Regions from separate parts of the Sus scrofa genome. Here region 2 is linked to region 1. A link is a contact called in public Hi-C data. All regions are on one chromosome and are shown on one strand. Each heading gives the region's core, a stretch centred on a gene start, on an enhancer-like site or on the middle of the called end of the contact. The rest is flanking DNA. Distances are from core to core; before and after follow the strand shown.

Region 1 (4,120 bases), core at 464-2,963:
ACATATACTGTGGAATGATCACCACAGTAGGTGTGATCGAAGATGTGGCTCAGATCTGGTGTTGCTGAGGCTATGGTGTAGAATGGCAGCTGTAGCTCTGATTCCACCCCTAGCCCAGGAACTTCCGTATGCCATGGGTGTGCCCCCTCCAAAAAAATGTGGGCTCTGACATCCATCTGCCTACCTTTGCATCCTTGCACTACCATGTCCTAGCTGTGACCTTGAGACATTCACTTAATTCTGTGCCTGTTTCCTTATCTATAAATAGGGATATTTCACAGGGCTGTTGCTAGGAGGAAATGAAGTAAATGAAATAATGTATATAAGGTACTTAGCCTAGTGCCTGACACATACTAAAACTTTTTAAATGCTAGCTGTTGTTAGCATTATCAACCTATCTTTTACAGAACTCTCAAAGAAGTCTGTTGAGGGCTGTGGCTTCTTTCTGTGGTATCAGCCTCAAAATGGAAAATGTAGCCTTATCTTTAGTTCTGCTATGATCACTGTTTAAGTTTTTCATCTGTGGTTGTGACTAAACTACTGTTGAATAAAATTACATTTTGGTCTCACTGATGTGGCTCAAGACAGCTAGGTTGTATATAACTAGAGATACAATCACACAGCGAGGCTAATAGTTTCCAAATATTTAATAGGCTCTATCAACCTAAAATGCACAGCCTGCTATAGAAAGAGCAGGTGAGGCAAACCAACTCAGTGCTCAGTCCTTAGTAAGTACTCAATAAACATTGCTGAATCTGAATAATGACAATTAAAGCTTGCCTTGTGGGACAGATGAAGCATGGTTTTTGTTGTTGACCACCGCTTTCCCATCTATCTCTCTGTTAGAGACGGTGCTCTTTTAACTCTATCTCTAACAATATCTGCTCTCAGGAAAGGATAAATGCTGTGGGAAAGAATCCTCGATCTGTCATCACTCTCAGGGACACAGCTGTTTTGCTAAATGGCAAAGAACTCTATTGATTTAATTTGTAGCTTATGTGAACTTGCTAACATTTTGGGAGACTAAGTAGAACCTCGCGGTGTTTCTAAAATAATTACCAGCAATCGAAAAACAATTACAGATCTAAACGATGGCTTTTAATTAAAGACCGTTGGGCTGGCTCAATTTCTGAAGACAGCTACAGTCTCCAGTCTAAGATCTGCTGCAAGTCCCAACAAAGTGTATACCGACACAGGATTCAAGGCAGAGTGTGTAGCATACGTGACGGTATGGGTGTTGAGGAGTAAAAGCCCAAATCACCGCTTGCCGTTTTCCTTTTCCATTCTCCCGAGGCAAACGGGTTAAAGAGACAGAAAGGGGAGTCAAGCGAGCCCCAAAGGAGGGACTTACGCTCAACTTGCGCGGATAAAAAGGCAAAGCAAAAATTCTCAGACGCTTACTCTTCCTCTTCCCTGCACAAGAAAAGACAAGCCCAGTCCCCGCTTCAGCTCCCACCCCTACTGGGTCTCTTAAACTCCCGCCACCCTTCCCTCCCCAGCATTTCGCCAGGGACCTCCTCACTCCTTAGTCCAGGGTTTCGCCGCCAGGATTTCTTGCTGCTGTTTTTTGTCGTATTTGTAGATTTCATCGATACTCTGGGCTTCCTGCATGTTGTTGGCTAATTCCCACGTTTTCTGGGCCATACCACTCCCAGAAGCCGCCATCGCAGAGGATTCGGAGAAGTTGTTGCCCCTACAACCAAGACGCAACTTCAACCTCGCTAGGTTTCCGGGTGTGGGCTTCAGACCCACCCCACCGCAGGTGCAAACTGGTACTAGACTCTCGAGGCAGCCATGACACCTAGAACCGGAGGTGAAGTTGGTACCGACCATTCGAGGATGGCGGGGGTCCTTCCGGAACGCGACGGTGTAAACAGCAGTTACACAATAGTTAGAGACAGAGGAATCTCCTTGTGGATTAAATGAAGACATATTATCTTGGAAAATTATATGTGTGAATTAAGACAAAAACAGCGTTTATGTAAGGAATGGTATAGCCTTCCGCACCGGAAGAAGGGCATGTAACGTTATGCCAGAAAACGAATTGACCTTCCTTGTTCGTACTGCGCAGGCTCGGCCTCCGCCATATTAAAAATAGATCCTTAAACGGGGATGGGAGAAAGAATTGTTTTTATGTAGGTGCAGGTACTTTAAATGCAGTAAGTTTGTTGAAAGACTTAAAAAAAAAAAAGGATGTCTGGAAAAATTGAGATAAATAGTTCTGAATGCTGGCTTTGAGAGAATACATGACATCCTAGTTTACTTTCAGATGAATCACCGCACATGTGTAAAATCCTATGGGCTCGTGGTTGGGCACTAAGCTTCTCTTGGGCGTTCTCTAGCGATCATATGAAGCTGTGGAAACTCGTGGATGGCTACGGTCATGCCTTGGTGTGTTTGTAAAAATTAACATCTCTAGGCGCTATTAATGTCCCGAAAATGTCCAGTACCCAGTTGCTATAATAGTTTACAGTTTAATCTTCTGCATTGCTCTGTGGAACTAACTCTGCTCCGAGACTGAATTAATCTAGGGGGAGTATTGGTTGTCATCCAAGAGTTCAAACGGTATTTAATTATTTCATTATTTGCTTGTTTTAGTTATTCTCCCCCCCCCCCCGCATTAGATTCTAAGTTCCAAAACACAGGGACCAGGTGTGCTCCTTGTTGTATCCTCAATGTCTACCATAGATGTTCAATTTTTTTCCCCCTGGGGGAAAAGGGGAGGGGGGGCATCACAATTCACCTCTCCAGTTTCATCTTTCTTTAGTTACCCTGAAACTTTGCATAAGGTGGCTAGCATTGCCTGAAAAGCTCTCCCCTGACTTTTCGGACTGGGAGTTTAAACTTACATTTAAAAACACAGCTCAGAGCTCTCTGCCACGCAATCCTTCTTAACTTTTCTCTCTCCAGTAATCCTTCTGCCGTGTCTCTAAATGCCTGTAGGTGCTTGCATAACTGTTACAGTGCAAGGAAATAATGTATTTGTTTACCTGGAAGTTTTTCTTTTCACTCTCAGTTTCAGAGTGCAGGGCACTTGGTTCTGAGCTGTATCCTCCACTCCTAGAAAGCTGTGTGACATTTAGTTAAGACAACATTAGTATTATGGAATCCACAACTCCGCCTGTGGTTTTGACATTAAATTCCATTTGAAGAAAATTTATCTTTCAAGCCCTCGTACAAACTAACAAGATAAAGGTCACTTAGTTCCACTGTCCCGGGAATCTAGATATCTCTTTTCTAGTGGTAGCATATGGCCACTAAGTTTTGGGGTGTACTGCATATGTTGAAATTAATAATAGAAGCCTAGGACAAAACGTTGACCACATTCCTGGGAGAACGATAATGCCCTGGAAAGGTGTGCCAACAAGTTTTCTCTCACTACCAACCTTATCCACTCCCCCACCCCACCCCTAGGCTTTGACCCTTAGGCCGACTGGAGGAGACAGAATCAATTTCGCTTTGGGAAGGGGCTCCTACAGTTTAATAGTACTCAGGCGGAGCGGGGGAACCAGGTGGCTGAGTACCCCTCCAGGTGCAGGCGAGCCCTGCGAATTGCCGGGCGTGTATGCGGCCTCCGGGGCGACAGGGGGCGCCCCCACCGCGTGGCCTTGCCCCGCGGCCATAGTGGGGGCGGGGCCGCGTTTGGCCGTTGGCAAAAGGCGGGCGGAGGGTTCGGCCCGAGAGGCGGAGCCCGGGCCGGGCGGCCTGTGCCCCTGTTCCCGCGCTGGGCGACCGCCGCCACTGCTTCGCAGCGTGAAGAGCTTCACCGGAGCGCTGTGCGACTTCCCGGACGAGCGCCTGCTTTCCTGAGTAAGCGAGCGTCGGCCGGGGGTGGGAGCGGGCCGGGCAGGGTGTGGCCGGAGTGGGGGGCGTCCCGGGGCTGGGTTCGAGGCCCCGGGGCGAGGGCAGGGGCTCCCTGGGGCGGAGGTCTCGCGGCGGCCAGCTTGGTGTCGGTGCCGCGGTTACCGGGCTTGGGGACAGGGGTTCTCTGGCGACTGAGGTCTCGCGGCCGCCGGGCTAGGGGCGGTGCCCGAGTTACGGCGCTGCAGTTTTGCGGCTACAGGGCGGGGGGCCGGGTCGGGGTCTCGCGGCAGCCTGGTTAGGGGGCGGTGCCTGGTTT
Region 2 (4,120 bases), core at 914-3,413, 100 kb before region 1:
CTGGAGAATTAAGTCCCAAGTTGCCTGAAAGCATACTTATGTATTGCAAAGGGCATGAGCAGGGCCACAGATCATGTCCTAAGACACCCCAGGAGGATAAATCATTGAACCAGATAGCAACTGGAAATGATTTATGAAGACATATCAAATGTCGGACCTTGCAAAACAATTTATCATTTTCAAATTTTGAAATCCTGAAATATTTCACATAATATCCAGAACCCAAATTACTGGTTATGAATAACTGCAACTTGGAAAATTTCAGTTAAACATATTACTCATGGCATTTCTGACAATTACCTGCAAGTCCCATTTGTGTAAAGCCTAAAACAAACAAAAAGAAAGTTTAGGGACATGTATGTATAATAAAACTGCTATCCATCCTACACCCCTCTAAAAAATGAGTCTGGGCACAAAATCCCAGATGATGGGTACCTCAGGATGGAAGGGAAGCAAATAGATGCTAATATTCCAGCTTTTTTTTTTTTTTTTTGGTCTTTTGTCTTTTTAGAGCAGCAACCAAGGCTGGAGGTTCCCAGGCCAGGGGTCAAATCAGAGATGTAGTTGCTGGCCTACACCACAGCCACAGCAATGAAAGATCTGAGCCGAGTCTGCAACCTACACCACAGCTCATGGCAACGCTGAATCCTTAACCCACTGAGCAAGGCCAGGGTTCGAACCTGCGTCCTCATGGATACCAGTCAGGTTCGTTAACCACTGAGCCACAATGGGAACTCCTAATATTCTAGTTCTTAAATGCATCTTTGGGCTCCCGTGTATTTATCAATTTATCATACCTAAGGACTGATATACATTATCACATTTTTAATCAAACATTTTGTAAAATTTTTAAAAATTCCAACACTTAGCAATGAAAACATGATTCAAGCCACTTAGGCCTCAAAAAGGATGACTGACTCTAATATCAAATAGATACTACTTTAAGCTATCACATTTGCCCTACTGACAGTTAACTGCTATATTGTTTTAGATCAAACAACGTGTACTTCAAATTCTGGGGAGAAAAAAAAACCCCACAGGACTATAGCAAATCTCATCGACGAGGTATTAAGGTATTCATTGTAACTTGCTTTTTAATAAGCAAAAGTTTTCAGTCTCCCAGGTGTTGACCAATTTTTTCCGTATTATGTCCAGAAATACACATCTCTATGTAAACCCAAGCATCTAAAGGTATATATAGCAGGCATTTACAGCCTAAGCGCCTTCTAGACCGGACATACTGTTCTGCAACTTCAATGCCACGTCTCTAGAACGTATTTACAAATGAACATCCAGGAACAAACGCCAACGATGATCCACTGTGTCAAGACCACAATTCATTGCAAGGAGGTAAACTGCTGTGTTAAATTTAAAAACCAGTTAGAGTCCAGTTAAGATTGTCTTAATATCTAAGAGCTAATCCCTCCCCCTTTTATAGAACTTTCCCTAAGGATAAATGAGCGCCCATTCCTGAATCGGTCTAGGCCACACACAAAGCTTTACTGGGAATACAAAGGGCTCCAGCCAAGGCCTAGGCGGGGCGCGAAACCACCCGCCCTACTTTCCAGCCGCCTCGGAACAAAATCACAGAGGGCCCTTAATTAGTTTGGGCTGAGAACAAGCGAAATCAGGGTTTACTACAGAGAAGGGTCAGCTAAGACTTGCAGGTAACGGTTACTCACAAAATGAGACTGAGCAGAAGGCGCGGAGTTAAGCTCAAGGCTGCGTCCACCAGGGCTGGGGAGAAGGTGGCCTCCCGGGATGACCTTGAAGCTGAGGCGACGCCGACCGCTCGGCTGCACCCCGAAAGGTACCGGGGCCCGGGGCCCTGGACCCACAGGACGGAGGGGCCCGAGGCTGATTCATGGGCTCTGGCACAGAGTCGGGTTCCCGGCAGGAAGCGGACTTAACTCCGCGGGGACCCCCGATACGAAGAGCCCGGCGACTGGCCGCAGGCGCTGCCGCCCCTCGCGCAAGGCCGACGGTGACTCAGGAGTCTTTCTCCTCCAGTTGCAGGCGGAAAAGTAACCGCCCCCCGACCCACGCGGCCGCCCGCGGCGCTCCGGAGCCGTGGCGCTCCAGGCTAGCCCCGCCCCTTCCGGCCCTTGGCTCCACCCCCACCCGGCCTCCCTGCAGCGGCGCGCCTGCCAGCTCGCAGGTTTATCCCGAGCGGCAGTGCTTTCGGGGTTTCCACAGAGGATTTCAGGGCTCCTGAGGACCTCGCTGTGTGCTATTTCCTTGAATATGTAAGTGATTAAACTACCAGTTTGTAATGGATTTAAGCAAGCAGAAAACGCTCTAAAAAGAGTCCCCCATTCCCAGTTACATTCGCTTGGTCTTCTACTCCCTCACGTAGTTAAGTACTTAAAAAACTGGTGGTATTGGACCCCCCCCACCTTATAGTAAGGGTAGCTGGATTCGACCTTTTAACACTCAGAAAAGAACTAGTTACCCGGAAAAAAAAGAAGCTGTTATATGTGCCCTATATTATAACAATAGCTCTTATTACTATATTTATTGATAATAGTAGAAGGTTAAGAAAAAGCATTCATAAAGCAGTCGCTTGCCTTATTTATGAACATGTAAATTGCTATTGATTTTCATGCTTTGTGTTTTATTACACTTTTTTCTTTTGATCATGATGTATTGAGCCCTGGCTGCATAGTACTAAGCTTAGGTCTAGAGGAAACGGGGTGTTGATCTTGCCAGAAAAAAATGCACATGAAAGCATATAATTAAACGATTGAATCAGTGAAAGACACGTCTCTCATTTAAACACTGTAAGTTGATGACATTATAAATCATTTAAAGATAAAAATGGATTAACTCTGGTACAGGCATCTAGAATTGAGCTGGGTGGCCATTATTGGGTGTGGTTTCCCACATCACTGAGAACTTCAATTTTTTGAACTGTGTCTAACTCAAGGACACCACCAGCTGCTTTCAAAACAATATGTCCTAGCAGCTGCTAGCTGCAATCTTTGAAGTTTCAAACATATCTCCCCCCCACCTTTCACAGCTATGTGATCTTTTCAGTCCCCAAACAGTCCTTATTTAGCAAGCACCCTTCTTGCCCCCTCAAATCCTAATTCTTGAGAAACAATTTATATAATCTTATGGTTTTGTGCCTTTGTATACTTCCCCCATTTTGTAATCTGGCAGAATACAATTCAGCTGCTCCTTGGATCTGTGTGTCCTGGGCTGCAGTCCTAACATTCCCCAAATAAATGCCTCTTTATTTCAACCAGGTCTCTGTTCTTAGAATTCTTGTTTAACACTTCTAAGAAATTGATAAAAATCCAGTGCAGAATATATTTTGCCTCAAAGAAACATGATGTGAAAGCCTAAACCTAGCAAAACAAATTGTGATTATAGTCCTTTTACCAAAGGATTCTTCCTTATGAGATAAACTGGAACCTGGGACCTTTCACCTGAATGCTTACACCTGGAAGAAACTTTAAGGGACTAAAAATAACCACACATGCGCAGTTTAGGCAATTACAAAGAATAAGATACACAAAAGCCACAAACCAGCTGCCACTTCTGAGGTGCCAGGAGCAAAAACCAAGGGCGTGGGCAGGTCATCTAAGCCATGCTTTCTGCCCAACCCACAGACATGATGCCTGTTACCCCTTTTAATGTCCCAAGTGGCTCCTCTCCAGGAGTGAGCAAGGGCACCTGTTACTTGTTTTCACTCCCTTTTGCTGCAGAACAAGTTCCAATACACCCTTGCCTGAAATTCTCCTCTGGCCTCTTAGCAGTTTCTATTGATTAAAGAGTCCAGTAGCTGGGGTCAGTAGAATGTATGTAAAGTTTTTGCTGAATGCTTTAACATGGACTTAAAATTCTTTGTTTGGTGCCCCAAGTGGGCACTATTTCTTCTGTCAAGTAATGGCTTGGGCCTCAGCCTGCCATTGCAGATTCCTGCTGGGTATTACTTCTACAACCTAATTATCAACCTGGGAAGCCACCTCCACCAGGCTTTTACCTACAACTATGTGGGCAGATGTGGTGGGAGCCATCATTACTGATTTGGCAGTGATTTCTTGGATATGACACAAAACCCAGGCAACAAAAGAAAAAAATAGATAAACTGGACTTCACCAAGATTAAAAACTTT

Evidence for each region. Hi-C and Micro-C count contacts between places; a contact is called where the count stands out from the background.
Region 2: a contact with region 1 is called in a Hi-C map of liver, with 2.5 times the contacts expected there. The contact joins the promoter of CSPP1 here to the promoter of COPS5 in region 1. A contact is called at or near these places in 1 of 5 promoter capture datasets (liver), 23 of 47 Hi-C or Micro-C datasets (adipocytes, alveolar macrophages, blood and 14 more) and 2 of 2 datasets of contacts at active chromatin or transcription factors (alveolar macrophages and skeletal muscle).

Annotation. Positions count from the first base shown.
Region 1 is chr4:67,738,409-67,742,528 of Sscrofa11.1, reverse strand. COPS5 (COP9 signalosome subunit 5) reads right to left here and starts at 1,713. Exons shown (of 8, transcript NM_001105300.1): 1 at 1,523-1,713. The coding sequence starts at 1,665. All of the region lies in intron 3 of CSPP1 (centrosome and spindle pole-associated protein 1), which reads left to right.
Region 2 is chr4:67,842,380-67,846,499 of Sscrofa11.1, reverse strand. CSPP1 (centrosome and spindle pole-associated protein 1) reads left to right here and starts at 2,163. Exons shown (of 27, transcript XM_021089277.1): 1 at 2,163-2,246.